Regions from separate parts of the Mus musculus genome. Here all the other regions are linked to region 7. The links are chromatin contacts, called in public HiChIP or PLAC-seq and promoter capture Hi-C maps. All regions are on one chromosome and are shown on one strand. Each heading gives the region's core, a stretch centred on a gene start, on an enhancer-like site or on the middle of the called end of the contact. The rest is flanking DNA. Distances are from core to core; before and after follow the strand shown. Region 1 holds the start of Optn (optineurin). Region 2 overlaps Optn (optineurin). Region 3 has its middle 14 kb from the start of Gm39755. Region 4 overlaps Mcm10 (minichromosome maintenance 10 replication initiation factor). Region 5 holds the start of Mcm10 (minichromosome maintenance 10 replication initiation factor). Region 6 has its middle 7.5 kb from the start of Gm39755. Region 7 holds the start of Upf2 (UPF2 regulator of nonsense transcripts homolog (yeast)).

What was found. Promoter capture Hi-C pulls out the DNA fragments that hold promoters and counts their contacts. HiChIP or PLAC-seq counts read pairs in DNA pulled down with a chosen protein or histone mark. Capture Hi-C pulls out chosen DNA fragments and counts their contacts.
Region 1: a contact with region 7 is called in an H3K4me3 HiChIP or PLAC-seq map of bone marrow-derived macrophages, with 5 times the contacts expected there. The contact joins the promoter of Optn here to the promoter of Upf2 in region 7. A contact is called at or near these places in 11 of 39 promoter capture datasets (the 3T3-L1 cell line, 3T3-L1-derived adipocytes, the HPC-7 cell line and 6 more), 2 of 484 Hi-C or Micro-C datasets (B cells and LSK cells), 12 of 115 datasets of contacts at active chromatin or transcription factors (bone marrow-derived macrophages, embryonic forebrain, embryonic stem cells and 6 more) and 4 of 9 other capture datasets (adipose tissue, embryonic stem cells, liver and 1 more).
Region 2: a contact with region 7 is called in a promoter capture Hi-C map of liver, with 3 times the contacts expected there. The contact joins the enhancer-like site here to the promoter of Upf2 in region 7. A contact is called at or near these places in 9 of 39 promoter capture datasets (the 3T3-L1 cell line, the HPC-7 cell line, cranial neural crest and 4 more) and 9 of 115 datasets of contacts at active chromatin or transcription factors (the 230-238 cell line, differentiating embryonic stem cells, embryonic stem cells and 1 more).
Region 3: a promoter capture Hi-C map of stem cell-derived epiblast-like cells shows a contact between it and region 7, with 3 times the contacts expected there. The contact joins the enhancer-like site here to the promoter of Upf2 in region 7. A contact is called at or near these places in 9 of 39 promoter capture datasets (the 3T3-L1 cell line, 3T3-L1-derived adipocytes, the HPC-7 cell line and 5 more) and 3 of 115 datasets of contacts at active chromatin or transcription factors (bone marrow-derived macrophages, embryonic basal ganglia and embryonic stem cells).
Region 4: a promoter capture Hi-C map of liver shows a contact between it and region 7, with 4 times the contacts expected there. The contact joins the enhancer-like site here to the promoter of Upf2 in region 7. A contact is called at or near these places in 12 of 39 promoter capture datasets (the 3T3-L1 cell line, 3T3-L1-derived adipocytes, the HPC-7 cell line and 7 more), 1 of 484 Hi-C or Micro-C datasets (bone marrow-derived macrophages) and 5 of 115 datasets of contacts at active chromatin or transcription factors (embryonic stem cells, hepatocytes, large pre-B cells and 1 more).
Region 5: a promoter capture Hi-C map of liver shows a contact between it and region 7, with 3 times the contacts expected there. The contact joins the promoter of Mcm10 here to the promoter of Upf2 in region 7. A contact is called at or near these places in 6 of 39 promoter capture datasets (the 3T3-L1 cell line, cranial neural crest, embryonic stem cells and 2 more), 4 of 484 Hi-C or Micro-C datasets (CD4 T cells, bone marrow-derived macrophages, regulatory T cells and 1 more), 14 of 115 datasets of contacts at active chromatin or transcription factors (the 230-238 cell line, embryonic stem cells, epiblast stem cells and 4 more) and 2 of 9 other capture datasets (adipose tissue and liver).
Region 6: a contact with region 7 is called in a FOXA1 HiChIP or PLAC-seq map of pancreatic cancer cells. The contact joins the enhancer-like site here to the promoter of Upf2 in region 7. A contact is called at or near these places in 13 of 39 promoter capture datasets (the 3T3-L1 cell line, 3T3-L1-derived adipocytes, the HPC-7 cell line and 8 more), 1 of 484 Hi-C or Micro-C datasets (rod photoreceptor) and 11 of 115 datasets of contacts at active chromatin or transcription factors (bone marrow-derived macrophages, craniofacial prominence, embryonic forebrain and 7 more).

Annotation. Positions count from the first base shown.
Region 1 is chr2:5,061,655-5,065,807 of GRCm38.p6, reverse strand. Optn (optineurin) reads left to right here and starts at 1,691. Exons shown (of 14, transcript NM_001356487.1): 1 at 1,691-1,901.
Region 2 is chr2:5,032,441-5,036,791 of GRCm38.p6, reverse strand. It overlaps Optn (optineurin), which reads left to right. Exons shown (of 14, transcript NM_001356487.1): 7 at 22-121; 8 at 1,709-1,824; 9 at 2,489-2,638; 10 at 3,568-3,661. Among named protein-coding and RNA genes, the nearest start is that of Mcm10, 22 kb to the right of the region's middle. Within about 2 kb of position 3,086, at least 25 of the 459 cell types and tissues checked have an H3K27ac peak or open chromatin away from gene starts, as enhancers often do. A contact at or near this core is called in the 230-238 cell line and liver, where this site is marked.
Region 3 is chr2:5,115,778-5,119,601 of GRCm38.p6, reverse strand. No RefSeq gene overlaps it. Among named protein-coding and RNA genes, the nearest start is that of Gm39755, 14 kb to the right of the region's middle. Within about 2 kb of position 2,506, at least 49 of the 459 cell types and tissues checked have an H3K27ac peak or open chromatin away from gene starts, as enhancers often do. A contact at or near this core is called in embryonic basal ganglia, where this site is marked.
Region 4 is chr2:4,993,985-4,998,083 of GRCm38.p6, reverse strand. It overlaps Mcm10 (minichromosome maintenance 10 replication initiation factor), which reads left to right. Exons shown (of 20, transcript NM_027290.3): 14 at 752-980; 15 at 2,219-2,363; 16 at 3,402-3,514. Among named protein-coding and RNA genes, the nearest start is that of Mcm10, 17 kb to the left of the region's middle. Within about 2 kb of position 1,508, at least 10 of the 459 cell types and tissues checked have an H3K27ac peak or open chromatin away from gene starts, as enhancers often do. A contact at or near this core is called in 3T3-L1-derived adipocytes, hepatocytes and liver, where this site is marked.
Region 5 is chr2:5,010,327-5,014,156 of GRCm38.p6, reverse strand. It overlaps Mcm10 (minichromosome maintenance 10 replication initiation factor), which reads left to right and starts at 1,366. Exons shown (of 20, transcript NM_027290.3): 1 at 1,366-1,452; 2 at 3,382-3,468. The coding sequence starts at 3,462.
Region 6 is chr2:5,093,962-5,097,894 of GRCm38.p6, reverse strand. No RefSeq gene overlaps it. Among named protein-coding and RNA genes, the nearest start is that of Gm39755, 7.5 kb to the left of the region's middle. Within about 2 kb of position 2,389, at least 28 of the 459 cell types and tissues checked have an H3K27ac peak or open chromatin away from gene starts, as enhancers often do. A contact at or near this core is called in pancreatic cancer cells, where this site is marked.
Region 7 is chr2:5,948,901-5,953,063 of GRCm38.p6, reverse strand. It overlaps Upf2 (UPF2 regulator of nonsense transcripts homolog (yeast)), which reads right to left and starts at 1,595. Exons shown (of 22, transcript NM_001081132.1): 1 at 1,511-1,595.

The DNA of each region.
Region 1 (4,153 bases), core at 442-2,941, 890 kb after region 7:
ACCAAAGGAAGTCAGGACTGGAACTCAAGCAGGTCAGGGAGCAGGAGCTGATGCAGAGGCCACGGAGGGACGTTCTTTACTGGCTTGCCTCACCTGGCTTGCTCAGCCTGCTTTCTTATAGAACCAGACTACCAGCCCTGAGATGGTCCCACCCACAAGGGGCCTTTCCCCTTGATCACTAATTGAGAAAATGCCTTACAATTGCATCTCATGGAGGCATTTCCTCAACTGAAGCTCCTTTCTCTGTGATAACTCCAGCTGTGTCAAGTTGACACAACACTAGCCAGTACACCTACATAGCTCCCCATCTAGCTGTTTATACCTACCTGTTAAAAATACATTTTTATGGGCTGGAGAGATGGCTCAGACGTTAAGAGCACCGTCTGCTCTTCCGAAGGTCCTGAGTTCAAATTCCAGCAACCACATGGTGGTTTACAACCATCCGTGATGAGATCTGATGCCCTCTTCTGGGGTGTCTGAAGAATGCTACATTGTACTTACATATAATAAATAAATAAATAAATCTTTTAAAAATACATTTTTATAATAAGCCATTAAACATAACTGTTTCCTTGAGTTCTGTGAGCTGCATGGCAAATTAGTAAAGCCCAACAAGGACATTCTGTAAACCCCAATGTACAGCAGGCTAGTGGGTCAGAGGCTCGGGAAAAACAGCCTGGGGCTTCCCGTTGGCATTGGAAGGCTCAGACAGATCTGCAGGGTGGCATTCTTACCTGTGGGACCTGCCACCACATTCAGGGACATGGTGTCAGAACTCAGTAGAATGAAAGGACATTGGCCAATATGCCCTGCAAATACAACTAGGTGGTGGTCGAGAGGCATGACAAGGGTTCACAGAAGTCTTCTGTGTTAGTTGTGGAGACTATCATAAAAATTACAAGTCCCCATCCCCCCCACCCCGCTCCCCAACACAGCTTTTCAAACCTTCTCTGTCCAGCTTTAGGGTTAACATTTGAGACCAAGTCTTGGAACGGACAGCAGGTGATCCGGTCTATGCAATTAGGTGAGCTGAGTTGAGCTGTCTCTTACTGTGTTGGTGAGGATCCCGACCTCTCCTTCCAACCTGTGTGCAGGTGCACATGCAGTCACAACCATGTGTTCCTTATCTCTCCTTTCATCAGTAATCAAAATTCTTCCCTGGTTATGACATCTCTTTGACCTTGAGCACAAAACCTAATCTCATGCTATCTTCTGAGCCACCCAGGAGCTAGCCAGAGTTTCTACCTAGTTACCTTTCACTGGGGTCTGGTTGTCAAGGTAACGCTTTGCCTGGAGCTCACCCTTCCGATCAAATGCCATCTGTGTCCTGTGATGCCACCTTGCTGATGCCCAGGGGCTGGGAATGCAAACTAGAAGGTTTCTCTACTATTTTCTAGCTTTGCATTCTAGTCTAAGTAGAGGCATCCTCGGCACAGTTAAGACTGCTGAGTGTAATCCGAATCAATCCATCAATCTCACCTGCCTGGGCCATCTGATGCAGCTATATGTTAATGGATCTGGGAGAACAAGAGCTCAAACACATTTTGCATTGTCTTTCTTTTCTTCTTTGGTTTTTAATTAAAGCCTCCAAGAGAGGCTCTATCCCTAACGAACCGCGGAGACAGACCCTGGGGCTCAGGAAGAGCTACAGAGGGGCGGAGCGTTGGGCGTGGCTTTCAGGGGCGTGACCGAGTGGGCGTGGTCTGGGAAATTTCTTGGCTAGGGCGGGAGCGGGCGCTGCGGTCAGCTGAGCGGCGCCTGGCGGGTCGCGAGGCCGCGCGTCACCGTCCAGCTGCCCGGTCGCCGCCCCCCGGCTGGTCCCTGGCGGGCGTCGGCATCCAGAGCTTTGGGACAAAATACCAACGAAGCAGTGACCTAAGAGGAGAGGATCCCTGTGGCCGGTGAGCCGGGCCGGGGGGTGGCGGGCGCTGACTGAGCGCGGCGACTCTCCCCAGCGGACTCCATCCTGGCAGCGGTTCTCGCTGTCGCCGTCTTCCGGAGCCTGCCGCGGGAAGGGTGACGAAGCTGGGGCGGCCCTCCTGTAGGACGGCTGTCCTGAGAAGGCTTCCGAGGCCCAGGCAGACCCTGCCCTGGTGTGACAGGGCGGCGGGGATGGAGGTGGGGGTGGGGAGTGACGGCCACCCCAGAGGACACCCCTCTTTCCCCGGGATAGTAAAACAGTCTCGGCTGGCCGCAGGTGACTTCCAGTTCAAGTCATCGAGGTGGTTTGAAGGTGACGTCCCAGGTTGAGAGTGATTGAGCAAGCAGTCAGTTCATTTTAAGGAGGAAGTGGTTAAGGTACTGTCGCAAGGAATGAAGGTAGTTTGAATGAGGTCGCCCAGGAACAGTGAAGAATAGAGAGACCCCTTGCCAAAGTAACAGGCTTACAGAAGGGTACATTAACTGTTGTGTCTATCTGGGAGAGAGTGCTATATCCATGCATGTATATACACTCTTGGCAGTGGGGGGTCACAGAAAGAGACGGAGGCGGGTGGCGGGGGGAATGTGAGATAATAAGAATGAATTTTTAAAAGCTGGGAAATTTGAAGGAGTTGTTTTTACCACGGGCAATGTGTAAATTGGAGGCAGTAAGCAAGCCTCAGAGGGAAATGAAACCCAGCACCTGGTCTAGCCTGCAGGGTCAGGACTCCTGTGTAGGAATGAATGTATGCCTGAAGTATTTAAGGTTGAAACGGCCAATCTTATGGAAAACCTCAAGAAAATCACATAAGGCAGGCAGTATTGGATCACTTACGCTTTCAGAACTGAATCCAAAGCTGCCCTTTGACCCAAAGCAGCCACTTTGCTCTTTTGACTTAGGGAGCGAAGTTAGGAGCCTATCGCCCATCGCCCCAGGCTGATAATGGGGTAGATCCGAACAGAGCAGAGGCCACTACCAGAGACTGCCTTGGACTTGATTGGACGAGGGAAGTTTCCACTGTGGATCGCGTGTGTATTTGATCTGTTTATAGTGAGCCGGTTTGAGCAGTACTTTATGTAGTGTGTAACACCATGAAAGTAGCTACAGTTTTTACAACCGGCCTGTAAATTGTGTGGGGGAGGAGAGAAAGAGCGAGCGAGAGAGAGAGAGAGAGAGAGAGAGAGAGAGAGAGAGAGAGAGAGACTCAGTCTCACCTCAGTCTTGAGAGGAGTTGGTATGACTTTCCTCCTGGTTATTATCGAGCTCCCGCATTTAAGTAGCCCATACTTTTTCTGGCCATGAACTGTACTTACTCATCCCCAAATCTGCTTGCCTGTAGTTTTGTTATAGAGCCTTAGCATGTTGATGAATTCTTTGGATTTTCTGTAAAATCAAAATCCAAAAGAAAAGAAATTAAGCCCTTTAAATTTTACTATATTTATTATTTCTGTGTGTTTATGTGAGAGGGTGTTGGTGCTTGTATGCACGTGCCTGTCATGGTGTTCATGGGGACCACAGGGGACAGTCTTTGAGAGATCCATGGACATCAGGTTTGGCAGGAAGAGCCTTTACCCACCAAGTCATCTCTCTGACCTGTAAAATCTGTTTTGTTTCGATTTTGAGAAGGGGTCTCACTATGTCTGCCTGGTTGGTCTGAAACTCATTTCATAGACCAAGCTGACCTTGAACTCACAGAGATCTACTTTGCTTCTTCCCCTCAAGTGCTGAGATCAAAGGTGTGTTCCACATGCCTTCCAAAATCTATTTTTCTTAATTAAATTTATTAAAGCTTTTCTTGCTTCTGATTTGGCATGTGTATGATAAAAAAATAATAGAATATAGATATATCCAGATTCTTTGCCGTGGTAGAGAAAAACATTGACATTGATATCTATGGCTAAGTAAGCCCAGAACCTGATTTTAAAAATAAGTTTTAAACGATGCCTTCAAGAATCAGGATGTGAACGTCATAGAACCGCAGGAAACTCATAACAGTCCTAATGTGTGCAGTTTGTGCTCGCACAGTAGAGAGCGTTTTACTTAAAGTAGAGAGTGTTAAACTTAAAGAGACCTCAGTAAGTTGTGTTTGTCATTTCAACATTAACCCAGAGGCTGCTGTGTGCCAGTCTCTAGTAAGAAAAAGACAGAGAGAAAGTAGATGGTAGAAGACTGGCAGTAATTACTAGGAGGGCTGAGGCACTGGAAATACAAATGGTTCTTAGGTGCTCAAAA
Region 2 (4,351 bases), core at 1,837-4,336, 920 kb after region 7:
GTTTTGTTTTGTTGTTTTCAGAATTTCAGATTTTGAAAAGAAAGCAAATGGCCATTCTTCTACTGAGAAGCAGACAGCGAGGAGAGCAGACAGAGAGAAGGAGGACAAAGGCCAAGAGAGTGTGGGTACAGCACCGCCAAAGGACTGGCACGTCCCTGGCATGTCCCCGTTGGTGACGTGGTTGCTGGGTTCAAGTCTTACGTTGCACTATTTACCTTAGAAATGGAAACTTGTTTGTTTCAGAATACTTTCTACTTCTTTCGTTTTCATTTCCTTATCCTGAATTTGAAGTGCATGTCAGTAAGATGTGAACCAGTCTGTACACTCTCATATCTCTCCTTGTCTGATGGCATCTCCTGAATCCTTAAGTCCACCACCAGAAAAAGACATTTTGACTGACTTATAAGATGTCCTTTGTGAACATGAATCTGAGACTTTAGAATGGAAAGATCTTGGCTCTGTCCCAGCACTGGTAGGGAACAAAGGAATTAGCGTTTAAAAAAAAAAAAAAAAAGTTCCTGAATAACTTATGCCCTTGAGCCTGAAGAGTTTTAAGTTTAGGAAAAGTTCCTGAAGCCAGGAAATTAAAGAGTTCACAGTAGTCTGTACGAGAGACATATAGAATGATCCTTCTGTTCATGTATTCATCAGTACACACACACACTCACTCTCACACACTCACAAACACACTCACTCACATACACTCATATACACACTCACATACACACTCACACACACTCATTCACACACACACTCATACACACACACACACTCATACACATTCAACACACATACACACACACACACTCTCTCATACACTCACTCACACACACACTGGCTATGTCCTTCCTTTCCCTTTCATTTCTCTTTATTTTTTTAAATTTTGAGATTGTGTCTTATCCAGCCTAGGCTGAGCTCAGACTCACACGTAGCCTAGGAGAGGAACTACGATGTTCCCTGCCTTTGCTATGCTAGGATTACAGACGTGCAGCGGCTTCTCTGGCTCTGAGTCCCAACCTTAAGACAATGGAGAACACTGAAGACTGGTACAGTGGTGCATACCCCTATGAGTCTGGTGTCTGGTAGACTGAGGCAGTTGGATTTCAGATTTAAGGACAGCTTATGTGACAGCAAATTCCAGATCAGCATGAGTGCAAAAGCAAAACGGGGGTGGGGAAGGTGGAGAGAGAACAGGATGAGCTTACATGAAGAGAGCACGCTGCCAGAACAGCACACCGTTAACTGATGGACCAACAGTTAATGGGAAAGTATTGATGTTTCTAAGCTCGGATAAAACTCATATGCAAATTGACAACTGGCGGGCTTCCGGGAGAAGAGCTGGATAACAAATAATTACGTAAGCTAGAAGCAGACATTGGCAAGGCAATATAGTCTCGGAGTCTTTCCCCACACGAATAAAGTTATATTTTGACCTGGTGACCTGTGATCCCAGAAGCCTGAGTAGGTCCAGGTTTAGCAGTAAATCCATTATCACACAGGCCTAGACTGATAGTGGATGTGGTGCACAGAAACACAAGCTTGCCCAGACTGCTTTTCACATAAGTCACTTGGGGAAGTCTTGCGCAAATCAAGTCTACTCAGGGTTTCCGTGTTAGCTGGATATTAGTGGTCCATACTTTCTCCTCACACAAGGTCCACCTCCTCTCGAATGCTCTGTCTCACGTGAATGTCTGACATTGTCTGACAGGTTGGAAGCGAAGTGGAAACACTGAGCATTCAAGTGACCTCTCTGTTTAAGGAGCTTCAAGAGGCACACACAAAACTCAGTGAGGCTGAGCTGATGAAGAAGAGACTTCAAGAAAAGTAATAACTCATTTAATTTCCTCGCATGATTTATGAAGTGCGTTACTGTAGCAAAGCAGTTTTGTTACTGTATTAAAACAAGCAGGGACCTGATAGACGGTTCAGAAAAAGAGAACTTAGTGTTGGTGTGTATTCCTGAAGCTGTTGTCACACGGGTCATAAGGACACAAGAGGACTTGCACTGTGCTGTGAAGAGCACCAACCTCTGTAACCCCTGTACAGAGCTACATATAGTATTGTGATGTGAGAGATTTGCTGTACTTGGCATTAACACCCTGCACATAGCCATAGTGTATCTGTCTTTCGGCTCTCATAGGAGATGCTCGGGGCTTTCCTTTCCTCTTACTGGATCCTCATCAGAAATGAGAGTCTTTGTGACAGGCAGACTTTAGATTCTGAAGGGTGCCCAGGGATTTTGCTGTAATTTGCTCCTTAGTTCAGGTTGGGTAAAAATATATTAAAAATATAAGATGTTTAAAATATCCCACCCACCATAAGGCGGGAAGAAACAAAACAAGAAAGCAAACCTGAAGCAAAAAGAACAAAGTGTTTTGCCCTGTGGCCCTACCACACTCTGTACTTGATATCCTCTTGAGGATTTGTGCAGAAGCCAGGGAGAGTGACAAAGTGTTGTTTCTCCTCGGGGAATATTCATCTTTTTCAGGTGTCAGGCTCTGGAGAGGAAGAACTCTGCAACACCATCAGAGCTGAATGAAAAGCAAGAGCTCGTTTACAGTAACAAGAAGTTAGAGCTGCAGGTGGAGAGCATGCGCTCCGAAATCAAGATGGAGCAGGCCAAGACAGAGGAGGAGAAGTGAGTGTGTGCACCTGTGTGCGTGGGGTGGGGGCGGGGCGGGGGCGGGGCGGGGTGGGGCGGCAGCTCACCCAGAAGGGGAAGGACAGCTGGCCAAATACAGATGGGGTGGGGTGGGGGTGGGGGTGTACCTGGGAGTCATGGCATAAAATCTGTTTTACCATCTGGAAACTAGATGTCTAGGAGACTCCTGGACAGATTAAAGTTTTGCGTTGTAGCAAAAATAGGAAAATTATTTTTATTCTATCTTTTGAGAGAAAGACAGTCTTATGGAAGATACCATTTTCTTTGAGAGTAAGAAAAATGCTGACAAGTGGTGGCTGTAGTTTCATTTCTGTTCCATGATAAAATAGCCTGACAAAGCAACTTCGTGGACAGAGGGGTTATCTTAGCTTACACGGTCCAGCCACTCACTGGGAGGGAGTTGGCCAAGGCGCTCTGGGCTGGAAGCCCATTCACATCATGTCAAGAGCAGAGAGAAATGAATGCTTAGTTCTCAGCTTGCCTTGCCTACTTCTATTGCTTAGTTTTGTTTTTTGAGACAGGATTGGTCTGTGTTTCTCTGGCTGTCCCAGAATTCACAGAGATCCACCTGCCTCTTACACCCGAGTGCTGGGATAATCGAGAGCCCTAAGCTAGGGACTGGCCGGTGTCACTGCTTTCATGTGGCAGGTCATCCGACATGGGTAAAGGCAGTGCAGACAGTCCTCACAGACAGGCCCCTGAGCCAACCTGATGGAAGCGATCTCTCACTGAGACTTTCCTCAGGTGACTCCTGGTCCTGTCAAGCTGAGAGTTAAAAGTTGGTGGGATGGAAAAAAACCAAGAGATTTTTCTACTTGAGTTTTCAAAGTCTGTTAGGGAGACAGGAGGATGGGCTTCTGTGATATTTCCCTCATTATTCCACTTTTAATATCACATTTTAATAGGTCCAGGTTAGCCACTCTGCAGGCAACTCACAACAAGCTCCTTCAAGAACATAATAAGGCACTGAAAACAATTGAAGAACTAACCAAGCAACAGGTATTTACAGAGCAAAGGTACTTCCATAGCCTGGGGATTGAACCACCAAATGACCCCTCAACTAAATCCACTCTCAAGAACTGCTTTGCGGTTATCAGTTGTAACAGAATTATTATAGCTTTTCACCTCAGCTTGTATATAAAACGTGACTTGTGTATGGAGGGGGTGCTGATGTCTCCAGGCAGGGCAAGGGCTTTTCCTACTTCCCGAGGGTGTGTCTGTAGGAAAGCTGAGAGCCTGGGCTCCTTGTCAACAGTGGAGCGAGACAGCTAGCTATAGCCATCTACTGGCTGAGACTGTGCAAGGCCATCTTGCCTGCTGGCACTGAACTTGGAACCCTGGTTTTACAGCATTTAGTTTAAATTAGTAAGGATGTTCGAATAAGCCTAGGGCCTCTTGCATATTTGGCAAATGTTCTACTATTGAGCTACACCCTCCTGCCTTCCCTCTTACAGGGTCTCAGAGTTACTTGAGCAGACCTTGAACTTGCAAGCCTACTGCTCAATCTCCTGAGTAGTTACGATTACAGGTCTCTGACATAAGCACCATGTTTTCTTTTCCTTTTCCAGAGGGGGCAGGGTGTAGGGGGTGGGGTCCATGTACATATTGGCATGTTCATGTGGAAGTCAAAAGCTGACTTTGGTATTTTCTTTGAGACAGGCCACTTTAGTTTCTGAGGGTCTCTCTTAT
Region 3 (3,824 bases), core at 1,257-3,756, 830 kb after region 7:
TCAGAAACGTCTCAACAATACTGTAGCGGACAGTAACATTACCTACAGGGAAGTCTACTGTTGAATACTGTTGAATACAATACTGTAGCGGACAGTAAAGTTACCTACAGGGAAGTCTACTGTTGAATACTGTTGAATACAATACTGTAGCGGACAGTAAAGTTACCTACAGGGAAGTCTACTGTTGAATAGACTTTAGGAACTGAGAAAGATGCAAGGTGGCACAAATACCAAAACATTAAGAAGTAAGAGTACAGCACTTGATGGGTGAACTGAAGGGAAGAGCAACCGGAACACAGCACGAGGCATACATAAACAGAAAGCAGCTGCTGTATCTAAGGCATCACAGGGCACAAAGGAAAAGGTCGTTAAAATCCTTAAATACTTCTTGTTTGGAAAAAAAAAAAAGTCTTATCAGAGCTGGAGAAGTGGTCTACTTGCTGCTCTTCCAGAGAACCTAGGTTCAATTCCCAGTGCCCACATGATGGTTCACAGCCATTTATAACTCCATTGTGGGGTATCGGATACCGTCTTGTGGCCTCTGGTCACTGCATGTTAATGGTACGTACACATTCATGCAGGCAACCACTCATAATTAAATATATACATATGTTTATTATACACACACACACACACACACACACACACACACACACACACGGCTAGCTTAGGCCAGCAAGAAGGCTTATCAAGTAAAGATAACAAGCCTGACAACATACATTTGACACACATGGTATCAGGAAAGAACAAACTTTAGCAAGCCGTCCATATGAGGGGGAGGACGAGGATGAGGTTGAGCTTGAGGAGGAAGGAGGAGGAAGAGGGGGAAGAAAGCATTTCCGGAAGAAAAGCCTCGATGTACAAGAACTCGTGAAGACTGTGCATGCATCAGTCAAATGTGTGTTCTCCTGTCAGTGTCAGCCATGCCAGAGTCAACATGGAACAGAACCCACAGGTGCAATGCCAAGGAGTGAGGCTCACTGAGCAGACTCACCAGAGACTTCCAGTCCTTCAAATAAAGTCTGATTTTTTTTTATTATTAAATAAATGATGTAGATTTCACTGTCATTTTTAAAACCCTTCTGTTGGGGCTGGAGAGAGGGCTCAAGTTGAGAGTAGCTTGTTGCTCTTGCACGAGAGTTCAGTTCCCAGCATCTTAGAGCTACCTCTTACTCCAGGTCCAGAGGACCCAACATCCTCTTCTGGATTTTGTAAGCATCTCTAAGCCAGAGAAAACACACACAAACACACATGTACACATAGATTTTTTAAAAAGGGTTTTGTTAGCAGTAAGACAAGTAATAAATTTTTACATTTTTTTTTCATTTGGGCTTCCAGAAGCTATACTTATCAGATGCGTTTTATTTTGTTTGCCATGACACCTCACCTGCACATTGGGTGGCTGTGGACTGAGTGGTCTTTTCTGACACCAATTATTCTCCAGCCTGAGGAGAGCCTGTGCTCTGTTTTTACACTCTGAGTCTTGCTGTCAGGTCAAGAGCCCTTTGCAGATGAGGAATGAGTCATAAAACAGAATCTGGGCTCAGCTAGTTACTGGAAATAACACCATCATAACACCAAGCACCAACTCGTCCTGATGGGTATTATACTTTATTTTCTTCTCCTCTTAATCTTTAAGAAGAATTAAGGTTACTCTCTCCCTAGCTCTGTAACTAGATGGTTACAGTTAGGTGTGTCTTGAAATTATATACAAGAACACTTTCCTTGTCAACCCTTAATAACCTACAGCTTTTACAAATTGCTTCCTTTATTTTTGTTTTGTTTTGCCATAGTTTCTACAGAAATTAATTCTAGAGGCCTGTAGTCTTTACCTGGAACATTTTGAACGAGAGCGTAGTTTTCAGATCGAGAATGACTTCGTTCTCTGCCACACGGTCAAGCTTTAAATGAGCGTTATGGAATACAGGTGTTACGGGTATTAGAACACTGTGCAATTTGTGCTGTGGTTGGATACCTGGAAGAGGGGGGGTGATTTTCAAAAGCAAGAGGGGGTAATAAACCTGAATTGACTTCAGTTCTCCAAAATTTAGGAAACACTCTACATTCTGATCTAATCCTTAATGAAACTACAGGTAATGCATTTAAAGGGATTTAAAATGGAGCCAAGAAGCATATACACTAAATGTACTGTACCCCACCCCCAGAGGCTCTGTTTAATCTCTTAATAGTCGCTGTAACCCAAGCCTTTTCTCCACTCTAGCAGGAATCTGACAGTCCTGTTCATTAAACTCTCTAATCAAAATGCCTCCAGAGAGCCAGCGATTGCAACAGTGCTGTCTGGGGTGGCTCCTCCACCCCCAGGGTGCAGTTCCCAACTTTCTACTTCCTCCTGGTGAACAGATCTCTCCTTTCCCCAGACCTGAAATTTCCTTTCCCCTCACGAATCTTCATCAGCAATTAAACAAAGGATACCTCCTCCTCCCCAGGGCTCCACCACTGCTCCCTTTGTTTCCATGGCAATCTGGGCACTTCATACAGAACTTTCAAAGGCTGCTTTGGTATTAGCTGTACTGATGGTCACTTGGAAACAAAAGTGCTGGGAAACAGAGGCTAGTGTGGCAGTGAGCTGGATGGCTGTGGTGGCTGGGAGGTGGGGAGGAGGGAGCACCAGGGATGACCTTAGAGAAGGCTCAGTGTCTAGCCTTGTCAATTCCTCTGCCAGTGGACATTTCCCAGAACCCAACACTTCCGGAGGAGAGGCAATCCCTCCACCGCAAATTCTTCCGATGGACGCTGTCACATTCTGAAGAGGCTAATTAGAACCAGACTCAACCATCAAGAATGGTTTTCATTTGTCATATTTTATCAGGAAATTCTATACAACCTTTAAAAATGTGGCATCTTCCTCTCTGTCCCTTTCTCGATGTCTCCTCATTGTCCTAAGACACTAAAACACCAATCATTAATTCACTGATAGCTATTGTTCTCCCAGCATTCCCCAGTATCTGATAGGTCCTGATCTCATTGACTCAACTCAGTCCAACAATAAGAGCTGTTATATTGACCCCATTTTATTGATAAAGAGCTGAGCATCCCCATGTCAAAAGGTCACAGAACATAGTCTAATGTGAGTGAATCAGGGCACTTGGGAAGTTGAGCAATCTCCCTGCAGCATCCAGTTGGTTCCCTTACTCACTTCCCCAACTTCCTAATCAAAGCAAAAGCTGCTTCTGCTGTGCTTCAGGAACCTGTTTCCTTTTACCCAGTTCAGTTAGAGAAACGACCCAAAGGAAATCTATTCATTTCAGCTTGGGGACTGGGGAGACAGCTTAATTGGTAAAGAGCTCGCCTTGCAAGCATGAAGACCTGTGTTTGATCCCAAGAGGTTTTTGTTTTGTTTTGTTTTGTTTTGTTTTGTTTTGTTTTGTTTTGTTTTGTTTTTAAGCCAGAGACAGGTTTGGTAGTGTGTATTTGTAATCCTCAACAGAGGGATTTCTGGGACTCACTTACCAGCCAGCCTAGTCTAAGTTCAAGTTCAGTGAAAGGTAAGAAGTTGTCTCAGAAAGAAGGTGGGACCAGTAAGGGGATGGGGAAGTGCTTGCCCCCAACCCCAGTGATCTAAGTTTTAACCCCAGGCTCCAAGTGGTAGGAGAGAGACAGCGCTCTCAAGTAGACCTCTGACCTCTACACACATGATGTGGCATGTGCACATGCACACACAGATACAGACACACACTCTCTCACACACACATACACACACACTGAATATAAATGAACAAATAAATGTGATAACAAAAGAGGGAGGATGGTACCTGTCTTAGTCAGGGTTTCTATTCCTGCACAAACATCATGACCAAGAAGCA
Region 4 (4,099 bases), core at 259-2,758, 950 kb after region 7:
ATAGGTTTTTCTGTGTAACCTTGGCTCTCCTGGAACTTGTTCTGTAGACCTGCCTTTGAACTTGAGAGCTGCCTGCTTCTGCCTCCTGGGTATTGGGCTTAAAGGCATGTGCCTCCACCATCTTGTTTAGGTTCTTTCTTTCTTTCTTTCTTTTTTTTTTAATTTTCTGACAGTTCCGTACATGCCTATAAGGAATTGTAGTAATTCACCCGGTGCCATTTCAACTTCTCCTCCCTTCTTCCTTGTGAAGGGTTTCTTATGTATTCCCTTCCTGAAGGATAAACGGAGAAGCAGGGCGATGCAATGAGGCCCTGAGGTCTTACAGCTAACCACACACAGATTTGTGGTTATTTGCCTCTGCATTATAATTTTAGATGTGTGCTGTAGACAGCATCTCTGGCCAAGCCAGTTGGTAAAACGGTCATCAGCTAGGAAGTGATGGAAAATCCACACTATACTCAGTTAGGCGAGAGAAACCTGTGTTCTTAGTTGCTAGTTTGAATTATTAACCAAAGAAAGGAAATTGTTTACCAACAACTAATTGTCCACTCAAGCTTATCCACGGTCTCCTGATCTGTTTTGAGTTCTACGTCTTTTGAGCCTCGGGTATATATTTATCGTTTATGTTTATTTACTTTGGGTTTTGGTTGTAGCATGGAGCCTAGAGGCTAGGGCATGCTAGACAAATAAATGATGTACCATTGAGCCACATACCCAACCCATATTTAGTTACTTCCTATTCCTTTTTAAGATTCCTCCAAAGCTCAAGTGAAGTCCAGAGCCCAGCAGTGCCGTCTTCCTCTCGACAGGCTGCTGCCCAGTCTCCTCGAACTGGGGCTGAGTTCCCCAGGTTGGAAGGAACTGCAACCCCACGGATGCCCAAGCTGGGCAGAGGCATCTCAGAAGGGGACGATGTTCTCTTCTTTGATGATTCACCACCACCAAGACCAAAACTGAGCGCAGCAGCAGAAGCTAAAAAGGTAGCTGGGGTGTCGGGCAGCCAACGGGGTGCTTACTATGTATGCGTGAGGACCTAAGCTTGGATCCCTAGCACTCAAGGAAAAAGCCAGGCATGGTGGCTGCATGTGACCCTGGGGACAGGCAGGAAAGTTAAGGATTTATTTATTTTTGCTGGCTTCTGTCTTCATTGCTTGGCTTTGCATTCTGTGACGAAATGGTGTTAACCAATCATCCTACATAGTTCCAAAGCAAGTGCAATGTGAATGGTATCAGCATAGAGCCGCTGAGCTTATCTACGAACTCAGAGCCATCACTGCTATACATACAGTTCCTTGTCAGTCTGGAGGAGGCAGCCCCCAGGAAGGTATTGTTCTACAGCTGGAGACAGTAGCCTTAGGACTACAAACTGATGGTGCAAAGTTCAGCCTCTTAATCAGGGCTGCAACTGCACTGGGGCTCTCGTAACTGAAGTTAGGAGTTGTGAAAATTCTATTACTGATTAAAGGTTATGAACACAGTGTGCAAAAATTAACTCACAGTCAAACACAGAACAAATCCAGGCTATTCGTGGTAATCCTTGCCTGTGCTGATGGAGAGACGTCACTACAGGCCTGCTTCTGAACCTTCCACGTGCGCACTTTGTCTGACATCTCAGCACGTGGCACCAAGGAGCACTGTGACACCTGGCTCAAGGTCCATGCTGGTTTATGTAATCGTCTGCAATGGTTTTGGTACATGCTCAGTTTTCTACTCTTGAAAATGATTTAAATATGGAAATTCAACATAATGGCTTGTTTACAGCAAGCAAAGACATTTAATATTTCCCTGCTGTTATTCCTCAGCATGGAAGTATCAAAAGTAAAAGTCTCTGAAATGTATTGTTAGAACATTTGATTTTAAAAGTTGCTAAATGAATTTTTGGATAGACTTTCCAAAAATTTCCAAAAGTGCCCTAAACATACTTCTGCCATTTCATATTGCGTATTTCTCTGAAACATCATTTTTATCTATGTGTAGACTTATTTTTGTCCCATCAACTTTTAGTGCCATCTTTTGTGTGTGTGCATGCACATGCCACCCATGTGGTCGGCAGACAGCTTGCAGGAATAGGTTCTCCGCAGCTACCGTGTGCGTTCTCAGGTTAGAGTTCAGGCAGCGGGCTTTGCACACAGGGCCGTCTCACAGCCCAATTTCTGTTAGAGAACCAAGGGCTGTGGTCTGCAGTATCTCAACTGACTGTCTATCTGTTTGTTTCTAGTTAGCTGCTATTGCAAAATTAAGGGCAAAAGGCCAGATTCTCACAAAAGTAGATCCAAACAATACTGTAAGGAAGCAAATGGATGGCCGAGCCATGCTGGGAGTGAAGGAGCGTGTGGAGAATAGCAACACAGTTTCTCCTGAAGGTATTGTGGCGTCGCCGTCATGGTGGGGGACAGAGCCTGTTTAGAGAAGACAGGGTCTAAGCACAGCTTACCCTCCAACATCAAGTGTTAGTGTGGGTCTCAATAGTCCAGGTTGCCTCGCTCCAGCTCTGTCTTCCTGCTCCAGAGTCCTGAGGACTGGGTTTCCAGTCACTGCTGTATCACATGAACTTGGAATGGAATTGTGCACAGTCTGAGCAGGTGGCAAAGGGTTGTTCCCTGGATCTTTATGCATTTTATAGTAACATAAGATTTTTGAAAGCAATTGCTGTTTTTACTTTTTAAAGCACGGGAACTCTAAATGTCATTTAAAATAGGCTTATAAGTCAACTTTTTGTTCTTCTGTCACCATAATCAGAAGTAAAGAGTGTCTCTTCTTGTCAAGAACTCCACCTTGGTCTATGCTCCTTAATCTCTGCTCGATTTTTGGTTACTGTTTGTTTGTTTAAACAAAGTCTCGGGCTGGTGAGATGGCTAGGCAGGTAAGAGCACTGACTGCTCTTCCAAAGGCCCTGAGTTCAAGTCCCAGCAACTTCATGGTGGCTCACAGCCACTGGTAAAGAGATCTGAAGCCCTCTTCTAGTACGTCTGAAGACAGCTACAGTGTACTTCTGTATAATAATAAATCCATCTTGGGGCCAGAGTCAGCAGGGACTGAGCGAGCGGAGTTGACCGGAGTGAGCAGAGGTCCTAAAAAATTTCAACTCCAACAACCACATAAAGGTTCCCAACAGCTCCAGTGTACTCATATACATAAAATAAAAAAAAAATAAACAAACAAAGGCTCATTCTGTAGCCAAAGTTGTCTTCAAACTTGGCAATCCTTCTGCCTTACCTTTGCCAATAATGGGATCGTAGGCCATCATACCCAGCTTTCTGTTCACTGAGGTCACCCTTGCCAGTTACAACTGGGGTCCTGATGTCAAGGTTGAAGGGGCTGGTGACCGGGAGAGTGAAGGGCAAAGCACACTGGTTCTCTCTCTCGGTCTTCTCAGTAAAACCTAGAACCTTGTTCTACAGAGGAGCTGGAGCCTGCCAGGAAAAAAAGGAGAGAGCAGCTTGCCTACTTAGAGTCCGAGGAATTTCAGAAGATTCTAAAAGCAAAGTCCAAGCACACAGACATCCTGAAAGAGGTGAGTGCCCAAGGAGTCAGGCCAGTGTCATTCAAAACCAGGCTCTAGGAGGACTGAGGAGTCCTCTCACAGCAGTGAAGACGTGCCTGGAGAGTGCATGGTTTGCTTTACTAAGCAGGGGCATTTTAAATGAGGGTGAGGGTGTGTGTGTGTGTGTGTGTGTGTGTGTGTGTGTGTGTGTGGTGTGTGAACTCACTTGGTTTGACTACCCACTCCAGAGCTGTATCATCCCTCTTCAGAGGCTGCTCCTGCCCCCATCTCTACAGCTCTAATTGCTTGGGGCATTCTTGTGCCCTGAGCATTTGGAGTGGCCATCACCTAGCCGATGGGGCTGTCGTTCGTGGGGCCGTCTGTATGTGCCTTCCCTCTGGAGTCTGTGGGACGCTGTGTTGAATTGGTTGTCTGCTCGTACACTCAACTTACTGCCACTGCTGATAATCACGCTGGCTTTTATTTGAACTTCTTTTAAAAACCAAGTCTTTAAGTCTTTTTAATCTTCTTTTATTCCCTATTTTAAGGTTTTTTGTTGTTGGGTTTTTTGGTTGTTGTTTTTTTGTTTTTTACCTATTATGATCTTTGGCTTGC
Region 5 (3,830 bases), core at 117-2,616, 940 kb after region 7:
ACTGGCCTATCAGCCGGGCAGTGGTGGTGCACGCCTTTAATCCCAGCACTCAGGAGGCAGAGGCAGGCGGATTTCTGAGTTCGAGGCCAACCTGGTCTATGAGTGAGTTCCAAGACAGCCAGGTCTACACGGAGAAACCCTGTCTTGAAAAAAAAAAAAAAAGAAAAAAAAAGGACTGGCCTATCTAATTATTGAAGTCTCTTTATCACTGTGAAATTTTCATACTAGAATTATTCCTAATCCTGAGCCAGGAGCACAGGCTTTGATAACGATGAGATGGAGAAGAAGAAAACTCCGTGTCCAGGCATCAAGATTCTTTGCTTTCTAGTCACACACTGGGTAAACAGAGTGGAGAGATAGAGACACCAATGCTGTCTTATCTCAAATCAACTAGTGGATGAATTCAGACTCTAAAGAGTGTCACTTGGAGGTGCGTGTGGTCACTGTAATCCCAGCACTCTTGAAGCTGAGGCAGGTTTCAAGAATCCTAGGCCAGGGGTGTGAATCCAGCTCCATGGCAGTGGCACAGGGCATGCTTAGAATCCATGAACCCCGTTATCCAATCATCAGCACAAAGGAAAAGGAAGAGGGGGAGGGAGGAGGAATCCCAGGACACTCTGGATCCTGCTACATACTGTTTTAAAGTAATCCAGGCAGGCACTCTAAACCCAGTAGGTGGGAAGCAGAGTCTTGAGTTCAAGGCTCACCTGATCTACACAGAAAGGTCAAGGCCAGAGCTTCTTGGAGAGACCCTGTCTTAAACATCAACAAAACTGTGCATGGAAGTCTTTGGAATTATGGAGGGTAAATATTCTGCATTTGGAAAATGGTTTTAGACCTATGTATAAATACTTGTAAAGAAAAGTTTGAATTTTACTGAAGAATGATCTGATAAATTATTCTCAACTCTGACATAATCTAGTTCCCTGAATCTGCACTATTCTAGGGATATTGTTTTCTGCGTCCAAAAATATCTAGCCTTTCCCTCGTTTACAGGTGTAGAAACAAAATCTGAAGAAATGGTAGTTCCTGTAGGTCAGACAGAGTGAAAAGTAGAAACTTTCATCTCTCTCTCTATTCAAATCCTAATATCTAAACTGGACATAGGAGCAGCAAAACTGGTTGGGACTTCAATAAGTTTACTTCCAGCAGGGAAACCAGTTGAGTGTTAACTTACAGAGATGGGCTGGAGCTCTGCTATGTGAATCTTAATTATGGGAATCTGCAGCCTCACCAACCGGAAGTTCTTTGCCCATAACAAAGATGGCCAATCAGGTTGCTCTACTGAGAGGCGGTGCTTCCCCCAGCCAAGGATCTGTGTGGTCCAAGAGTTCCGGTGGAGCCAATCAGAGCGTCCTCCACAAATGAACGCGTCGACGTCAGAGTTGGGCGGAGCCCAATTTAGTTTTTTGGCGGGATCCGCTGTGGACCGGGAAGAGGCCCGGGTCTTAGGTAAGCGTCACGGGGTTTGCGTGTGTCCGGAACTCTGGGCATCCACGCAGGGATTGGGGTCTGAGGGAGAGGCGCGGGCTCTGAGGGGCAAAGGCGCCGAGATCTGGATCCAGCGGAGCAGGCGACCTTTGGCCGAGGCTGGAACGGGCAAGGCGCCGGGGCTGGAAGATGGAGGGCTCGAGTGCTTAAGGAGCCCGTTTTGGGTTGTCTTCTCTTTTCTCTTCTCTTTTCTTTTCTCTTCTCTTCTCTTCTCTTCTCTTCTCTTCTCTTCTCTTCTCTTCTCTTCTCTTCTCTTTTTTCTTTCTTTTTAAATATTGGTTGATTATATGTAAGCTGTCTTTATACACACCAGAAGAGCGCGTCAGATCTCCTTACAGATGGTTGTGAGCCACCATGTGGTTGCTGGGCTTTGAACTCAGAACCTTTGGAAGAGCAGTCAATGCTCTTAACCGCTGAGCCACCTCCCCAACCCGGTTGTTTTCTTTTTTTAAGAGCGCCCTTTTATTTTTGTTTTTTAAAAGTTTATTTCTGCCGGACAGTGGTGGTGCACTCTGAAGAGGATCCTTATAACAAGCACACAGTGGTGGACAAATGTGCAGTTAACTAGGGCAGAGGGGCTCTAGAGGGAACCTTCGGGGTATGGCCGACTAGAAAGGCTCAGAAATTAGCTAGTTGGAGATGAGAAAGTACTCTAAAAGAGCTTTCTAGACAAAATGCCTAAGCTGAAAACAGTTCAAGAAGCTGAAAGCAAGCTAATCTAGCAGGAAGATGCAAACACAGGGAATTGAGGAAATAGAAACAAGGAAGAAGGTACCCACCCATTGCTTCTCAGGCGGGCATTGTGGATGTGGTTCTAAGGATAATTGAAAGCAGCAGAATGTAAATAAGTATACCGTAAGCCAGAACAGAACAAGTTAAGCACAATTGCCTGGCCTACACGGTAGGGTTTATATCTGAGGAAACACTAAAGCAAGGCAGAAGGCCATATCCAGATTCGGGGTGCACCAAAACCCAATCCTTTTACCAGAGTGGGTTCTATAGCCATGCTCCCACATACAACAGGAACAAACATGTCTTATAAATTGAATGCAAATGTTTGTTGAAGGAGGCTGGAAATCAGGTCCAAGAACCATCCAGGGAGCAAGCTATACTTGAGGTTAAAGGCCCTCTCTCTGCCTTTCCCCTCTGGGGCCTCTCTCAGAGTTCGTTCACTGTTTGGCAGAATGGCCAGGGTTCTGACAACCTGCTTCCACCTTCCCCAGGACTGCAATTAAAGGAGTTTGATACCATACCTAGCTTCAATGTTATCTTTCTATCTTTTTTTTAAAAAGATTTATTTATTATTATATCTAAGTACACTGTAGCTGTCTTCAGATGCACCAGGAAAGGGCATCAGATCTCATTACGGATGGTTGTGAGCCACCATGTGGTTGCTGGGATTTGAACTCAGGACCTTCAGAAGAGCAGTCGGTGCTCTTAACCACTGAGCCATCGATCCAGCCTTTATCTTTCTATCTTACTTGTTCTGGTTAGCGTGGAAGTCAAATCCTAACTCGTGGTAGAGCTATGTCTCTCCTGCTTCAATGGATAAAGTAGACCTCAGGTGCATTATAACAATAAAACAGGATAATAACTGTAACATTTCCCCCAGCCTGAGTAGTTCTTTTTTGCACTGAGTCTGTAGTAGTAGTCTCACACCTTACACTGCACTGTAGCTTGGTCTCTAACCACAGTTAGAAGCCAGGTAGAAGCAACAGAGTGCTCTGCATATGTGAGGGGAGGGGATGCCCCTGAGCTGTTGGTAATGGGAGAGGGGATGGGACGTGCCAGCTGCCAGGAGAACCCTAAGTTAGCAGCTGGGAGGTGGGGTTGGTGGATGTACCTTGTGAGAAGAGGCCAGTGACTGCTCTAATGCTGATTTGTATGCAGCCAAGGCTCCTCATTGCGTCTCCTGGACCGCCTACCTGATCCTCCTCTATTCTTGTCATCTCAGCTGTTCTTTTGACAACATGGATGGTAAGGCCTTCTAGTTTTATGGATTCCTCTTTGGTTTGTGGAAAACTACCATTTCATCCTTCATTCTACCACAAAGTAGCAGGGAGCCAGGACTGCTTAGTCACTTACATCCAACTTACATGTCAGACCAGGGAACTGAACTGGGTGGTCTGACTCCAGAGTTACTTTGCATGTGGAAATCTTTTGAAATGGTTTTAGTCTAGATCCGTTTTAAATTCTGGTAGTCATTTCTTTTGAATTTTGCTTGTTTTTTCAGGGATTTGTGCAAAGAAAAATCTCAGTGAAAAAGTATTGCTCTGATGAGCAAAGCTCATAGAATGCATGCGCTGATGATTCTAGAGCCACACAGAGTGCATGCGCTG
Region 6 (3,933 bases), core at 1,140-3,639, 860 kb after region 7:
TCCTTTCCCGTCAGTCTGTGAAGCTGGCATGTTGCAGGAAAGCAATCCGTAGGGCAGTGGGCTCTCAACCTGTGGGTCATGGCCACCAGCCTATTGGAAAAATATTTCTGATGGTCTTAGGAGCCTCCGACCATAAATTGATTTCCGTTGCTATTTCTTAACTAATTTTGCTACTGAGTGCTGTCTCAGTCCCTCAGACCACTGGAAATAGGTATTTACCCGCGGTCACGAATCACAGGTTGAGAACCGCTTCTGTAGGCGAAGGGTGCTGTGCTTATGTGTTTAAATGGGCTACATATGTGGAAGGACTGCGTTTATGTGTCATGACTGGGTCTTGAGAACAGTGACCACAATAGCCAGTGGATCTCACAACACACCAGAATCAAAGTCAAATATGTCCAACCTGTGCTAGACATATCCGGTAGGTCACACATGTCCCAAGATAGCCATGCCTGTGGTCCAGCACATTTGAAGATGACATTGTATTGCAATGTGAAAAGGTTAGACAGTGAGGTGTTTGGGGTTTCTTTGAGTTATCATTTTGATTCTGCCCTAAATGACATCCAAATCTTTCCAACTCTTAGTTTACTCTTTGCCTGTCTATTTTGGTCACATCCTGTACCTTATCTGGCTTGCTATGGAGAGGGACGAGGGTCACTTCTCACCCAGCAAGAGCTTTCGAGGAATGATTTGACACTGATGTACCATTGGGCCCGTGTGGCTGAAGGGGTGGTCAAGGATATAGCTTGACTGATAGAATGCTCTCTAAGCACACATGAAGCTGAGTTTGCTATCCAGCAGCACACACCAGCTGTGATGGTGAATGCCTGTAGTGCCAACACCGGGGACCTAAAGGTAGGAGGATCATACCTAAAGGCCTAAAGGCATTTAATATCATGCCTTTCTGCTTAGTGAGTTCAAGGACAGCCTGGGTTACATGAGGTCCTGCTTTGAAACAACAAGCAGGTGGGGGAGCAGCAAGACCCCAACACTTGATGCTGGTGGGCCATTGTTTGCAGTTCCAGATCAGATGCTGAACCTCAGCTCTCTGCCTCAATTATCTTGCCTCTAATTATCTTGCCACATACAGCCACTGAGTGCCACATCCGGCACTTTACATTGTAAAGTACAGGGCACCTAATATTGCCACAGCAGCTATCACCATGTTATTCTTCCTTCAAAATCTGGGTGACAGTCATTGGGGGAATGACGACACTGAGCCACAAGATGAACTTTTGATATCCTGAAGCTCCTTTGGGGTTGGAGGGGAAACCTGAGCTAGCAAGGATAGGGAGGTCGCTGGGAGCCGTGAGGAGACAGGAGGTGGGGGGCAGTGTCCCAGACCCTAGAGGTGAGGGGGTAAGGTGAAGAGGATTGCAGAAGATCAGCCATGATTCTGAGAGGGTCAATGCTCAATGGTCAGGACTAGACAGTTCTACCTGGACAATTAAAGCACAGTGTCCTGGCACAGTAACCAGTGCTTCCCAGCACGGAGTGTGACAGGACTCATACCTCTGGGTGCCTCCTGCAGAAGACATACGGAGCTGTTCACCTAAGCATGAGGTCCCTCTTATGGGACCTCAGGGAGAGCCTGGATATGCAAGCTACTGAATCAATGGTAGCTCCAGGTATGGATGCCGAGGTCCTGGCCATGCCCTGTACCACTGAGGTACACCCTTAGCACTGTGACTGTTTATCTATGACTCACTTATATGTACTGATAATATGCTGAGTGCAGCTTAGACTTAAAAATGGGCACAAAGAGATCTGGTATATGGCATTGTGCCTATAGTTAGCACTGTATTCTGCACTTAGAGATGTCTCAGCACTTGGGATGAAATTAAAGCAGGGGGATTACAAGTTTAAGGCCAGTGAGTCAATAAGAAAGAAAGAAAGAGACGGAGAGAGAGAGAGAGAGAGAGAGAGAGAGAGAGAGAGAGAGAGAGAGAGAGAGAAAGAAAGAAAGAAAGAAAGAAAGAAAGAAAGAAAGAAAGAAAGAGAGGAAAAGAGGGAAGGAAAGAGCGAGAGAGAGGGAAGGAGTAAGGGAGGAAGAGAGAGAGACAGACAGAGGGAAGGTGGAGGGGAAAGGAAGAAATAGTTTCAGCTTCGTACTGAAACTAAATGAAACACACACAAATCAAAGTTGAATTTTTTCCCCCTTCACCCTCAAGTCTGGCTATCCCTGATCTCTTACATGGGAGATGGGGACAGAGTAGAGGGTTTTCCCTCACACCTCAAAAGGATGGGAAAACCCAGGGCTGCAGACTCAGGTTGGAGTCAGAGCACTTGTCTAGCAAGCCCAGGGTTCAGTCCCTGTTGTGTGGGTTGGGGAGGTGGATTAAAAGGCAATTAAACTCGTTCTTTTCCTCAAACATGAGCCATCTGAAAACAGTGCCAGATGAGTCACAGTCTCATTGTTGTTTTTAAACTGATGTAAAACACATATCCCAAGTTATGTTATGTTATTCAGTAGGTTTCCTCCTCAGTAGAGTTGGGGTAATCACATCTTTTAAATCAGTAAATGATGTTATCAAAATAATCCTCATCTTTGAAATCTCACAAAAATTTCTATTTTACAATTTGCCCTGACTATCAAGGCTGCAAGAATAACATTTCCTATATATTCAAATCACTAACAGCTACACAACCTCCCCAGCCCCACGGAAAAGAGAAAAGAAACACCATCACATATGCTTGGCTAAGGGCTAAGTTATTCCAGGAGCCAAAAATAAAATAGGCAAATTGTTAGCACTGATGTAACACAACTGTAACCTCAGCATCACTGTGTCATGAGCAATGACTGTTAGAACACAGGGCTGGGTGCCCAAGGGCTGGTGGTAGCTGATCAGCAAGACTCTGTTTTCCTTCTCCATCTGCACTGCCAGCTCACGCTGTGCACCGCTCCACATGCACGGTGTAAGCATTCTTAGAATCCCAGCAAACTCGCCTCTGGATTTAGAATATAAAGGTTGCTCTCTGTGGTGGTTTGAATGAGAATGGCCTCCATAGGCTTATATATTTGAATACTTGGTCCCCATCTTATGGAACTATTTGGGAAAGATTAAGGGGTGTGGCCTTGTAGAAGGGGGTGTATTGCTGGGTATGAGAGTTGAGGTTTCAAAAGAGTCTTCTTGTCTCTTGTGTCTCCCTCTCTCCTCTCCCCTCTCCCCTTTCCCTCTCCACCCCCCTTCTACTTTCTGATCACACTGTAAGCTCTCAGCTATTCCTATGTTCCACCATCATGGACTCTAACCCCCTGAAACTGTAAGCCCAAATTAAATACTTTTTTCTTATGTAAGTTGCTTTATAGAGTTTGTCAGAGGAGGAAAAAAAGTAACTAAGACGTTGTTGGTTTTTTGTGTCATTGAGTACTTCATGGACAAGGGATACAATCATTGTGCTCAGCTATCTCTGTTGGTCTTCCAGTATCTGCCCAATAGACAGAAGTTGGTGGCTATATAGGTAGGAGAGTTAAAGTCTGGAAATGGAAGCTGTTGGTAATCATTAATTTATATAATAATATATGAAGAACCCAAATTAAAGCTTTTTGCAGAAGTCAGAGGTAATGAAATCGTGATGACTGCCACTTCTCCGATCGAGAGATTTTGATTAGCCTGAAGGACACTTGAGATTCATTTGTCACTTGCAAACCTAAAGCTGGCAACTCATTTGTATTCCACTCAACTCAACCTCTCTTGGTCCAGGTACACCATGGGCAGGCATGGGGGTCACACGGCATTATTCTGCATCCTGTGTACAGAAGGAGCTGTACTGGGGAGGGCTGCAGAGCTCGGCTCCTCAGCCCCGCTGTGGCCAGCTGCCTTGGCTGTTCCTCTCAGCACTTTCCTTCTCTCCTGCCTGCCTCCCTGTGAGCTCCTGGCTTCCTGGAAGGTGATTGCTTCCTTCTCTGCAAACCCTCAAGCTCCTCACCAA
Region 7 (4,163 bases), core at 346-2,845:
TCTTATTTAATAACAGCTAAATAATTCACCTAGAGTGTCTCCAAATTTCCCATGTAATATTATATTAAAGAAGTGAATATAAAAATTAGTGGTCTTGAAATTGAAATAGAATCAACTTTTACAAACTACTCTGCTAAGTACTCAGACAGCCCTTAAAAGGAAAGTATGATTGAAAACCACCTTTCTAGCTCCCAAAATACCGCTCCCGGCACTTGGTCTGTATTATTTTAGTTGCCTTTCTAAGTACATTCTAAACTTCCAAAAGAAAGTAAAAACTGTTTTACTAGTAAGACAGACTCTAATGCAGTGTCCTGGAGAGAGGACAGAGAACGGAGGTGTCCCCTAATACAGCTATAAGTTTGCTAAGTACCATATGGTCTATGTATGAAATCACAATCAGACTGCTCTGAAAACACTACAGAGTAAGAGAATGCTGGTTTACCTTTCAAGTCTGTGTTTTGAACTCAAAATGTTCTAAAGGTAGAACAGCACAGAGATATCTTCCGGTTTCTGAGTTTATTCTTTTACAAAATCCTTATATATGTACGAGACTTATTCAAATTTTTTCAGAGATTTCACCACAGCTCAAAAGTGGCTTTCCTGACGATCTGTACGACTTTTATGAACCCCTAAAAACTATGACAAATGAGAAGGGTCAGTAACAGTCTTATTTTCATCTAATGTGTCAATCGGTACATTTAAGGTTTTCTAAGAGCAAGGCTATTCGCTTCCATGCGTACCCCCAAACCTGTAAGCAGCCTCTGCTAGGCTTCTCTTTAGTTCAACAGTACTTGCTTGTAAGGGAAGTAATGAAAGCCTTGAGTTCGAGTCGAACAGTCAACCATCCTACCTGATTAAAAGGAAGTAAACCCGAACAGCCCCGTTGCCCCCCATCCGCAGGTCCGCTCCAAGCCTCTTCCCCTGCACACGCATCACCCACAAATCTCCCACAAACCCCCGCTGGGTCTCAGGGTCCCACCATTGACACACTTCCCGTCCACAACTCCTATTCCGTGGGGACATCTAAGCCCCAAGCCTAACTTCTCATCCCACACTCCCTCAGACTGCAGCCTCTCCAGCTCGACTGCCTACTCCACATCTTCCCCGCTCCCTCGTCCACGCTTCCCTCCGGACCGCCGAGCTCGCCCCAAGCCTCTCCTCGCACTCTTCCACGCCCCCGAACACCTTCCCCCTCCACGGCAGGCTCCTCCGCCTCCAGCCCCGACGCTGGGCCCAGGCATGCGGGGCAGACACCTCTTCTATCGCCCCTCACGCCGGCCTCGGCCGGGCCGAGACATCCCCCCCACATTGACCGGAGCCTCCGGGAGAGGGGTCTGAGGAGGACGACGTCCGATCCGCTCGTCCCTCCACTGCTCGCCGCCCCCGGAGAGCTGGAGTGCGGAGTCGCCTCTCGGGTCCCTCGGGGAGCAGGAGTCCGGACCGGTAGCCCTCCGCACCAGCTCGTCCCTATCGTCGGAGTGGAGGGGGAAGGAGGATCCCCGGAACTCACCTAGTGCCTGTTGTCAACATTAGCCCCGGGTTTCCCAGCACCAACTCCAGCGCTCGGGCTCCCCTCCCCTCCCCCCGCCGCTCTCGCAGACGAGGGCCCGCCTTCCCTCCGCTCCCCTCCTCCCTCCGCCCGTCGGCCCGCCCGCCCGCCACTCACCAACGCGGCCGGGCTGCTAGGGGGGCGGGGCGGAGCGCAGAGGGAAAAGGAAAAGGCTGCCCGCACGACTGCCTAGTCCAAATGGACCTTCGTCTCCGGTCCCTCGCTATGTGTTCAATCCCTCGTCTGGGTTAAGAAGTGATCAATCTATACCTAATCTCGAGGATGTGCTTCTCCTTCAGATATTCGTTGAAATTCTCCTATCTGTAAATTTTTATGTACAGGCAATGAATAGGACAACCGCTTCCAGCACCTCCAATCAGGGCCCCAGCAGAGGGGAGGAGTGTTCCAAGGACCGGAGGCGGGAAGTGGATTGGTCGTCAGGAAAGGGAAAGCGCCTGAATTGGAGATGCGCAGGCGCAAGCGATTCACGGCTGGGGGCGGGGGTGGGGGGAGCGAGAATGAGACGGGGCGGAACTCTAAGGAGGCATAGAAGAGTGGTGGGATAGTAGAATTACGGGGCGCTGTCGAGGTCAAGGTTGGTAACTTAGTTCTCCGAAGGTTGCCTGATGCGAACGTGAGGAACGGGTTCAAGAAGGCAAACTTTGATTGGACTAATACCGAAAGGTTGAAGGTTTAAAAAATCGAAAAGCTAAAGAACATGGCTGTTGAGGAAGGTAGAGGTAGAGTAGACTGGTGGGGGAATTTCCAGAACCGGTTTAAGGTGTTGGACATGAAAAACAGCTAAAATAGAGAGCAATCAAGGCTTTTCCCATTTGGAAAATATAGAAAGCCCTCTATTGTAAGTATTATAACTTTCACAGTGGAATGAAATCGCCCCGTTTTTAAAGGGATGGGGTTACGAACTTGAACCAAATTGACTGTGAAGTGCATTATCAGCTGCTCAACCTGTTTTCCCAAGTGGATATAATGTGCTTCTGACCTCCGATTCGTGTTCAGATTGTGGTCTGCTTAGATGTACATATGGTTCTGCTCTGGTTGGCCCATAGCCAAAGGAACAAAGGTGCAAAACAAGTCTGGATTCATCAGTGTTCAAGCCCGTACAATGATCTGCTACCAACCTTAGTGCTTGAGATGTCTTTGCCCCCTTTTTATTCAGCCTTTGCCCATTTGCTTTCTCCCTGCCCACTTCATTATTAGCAAGTAAATTCTCTTTCAAATTGTGCACCTCCTGGGTTAATTTTTTCTTGTTCAAAACAACCAATAGGTCAATCACGTAAAGGGCACCGAAGGAGGGAGAGGTGAATGCTGCCACTCTATGCCATTGATAAGTAATTATGAGAAGCTTTTTGTTTTTTGTTTTTCGAGACAGAGTTTCTCTGTGTAGCCCTGGCTATCCTGGAACTCACTTTGTAGACCAGGCTGGCCTCAAACTCAGAAATCCGCCTGCCTCTGCCTCCGGAGTACTGGGATTAAAGGCGTGCGCCACCACGCCCGGCTTTTTTTATTTTTTAATATTTATTTATTATTATACCTAAGTACACTGTAGCTGTCTTCAGATGCACCAGAAGAGGGTGTCAGATCTCATTACGGATGGTTGTGAGCCACCATGTGGTTGCTGGGATTTGAACTCAGGACCTCTGGAAGAGCAGTCAGTGCTCTTAACCACTGAGCCATCTCTACAGCCCGAGAAGCTTTTTCTATAACACACAACTGAGGACCACTTCCAAGTCGCAGGTCTCCTTTTCTTATTTTGTCTGTCTTACCCTGCTCCAGATCTGGTGGTGTGGTGGTTCACATCTGTAATTCAGCACAAGAGGATTGCTACAAATTAGAGGCCATCCTAGCACACAGCAAAATCCTATCTCAGAACAAGAAAGTATTTATTTCCTGGATCTAGAATGTAGTTTACAGCATTGCCTTATCTTGCATGAAGCCCTGGGCTCTAACTCAGGACCCCACTTAAAAACTGAGAAAAACTGGGGGCTGGAGAGACGGCCCAAGAGTTAAAATTACCTGCTGCTGTTGCAGATAGCTGGGTTCAGTTCCTAGCACCCACATGGTAGCTCACAACCAACCAACTGTATAACTCTAGACCCAGGCGCTCTGGTACCCTCTACTGGTGTCTGCAGTGCACATGTATACATACACACACCCACACAGTTTTCTTTTAACTTTTAAAAAAGGAAGAAAAAAGAGATCTATCCCTGTATTGATGAACAAGTTCTCATCCTAAACAAGTCAACCCCTGTCTAAGAACACCCCAGGTGTTCTTAGGAACTCTTGTCATCACAGGGAACAAACAAGAGGAGGCGCTAAGGATCAGCTCAATGGTAGAGCATTTGCTGAGCATGCAAACAACCCTGGGTTTGCTCCCCAGCACTAACTCATAATATGTTTAGTACACTAAACACTAAGCCTGTGTTATCCAGCTAGATACAATGAAGTGAGCAGATGAGACATGGGAAGGAACTCTGCCCGAGATGAAAATTTAATCATTGACTTAAACATTACAGGTGCTGCTCCATTTAGAACAGTCTTGCATCTTCTTTACACCTGTTTTAAATTCAACCCAAACTGAAACTATTTCAGCCAC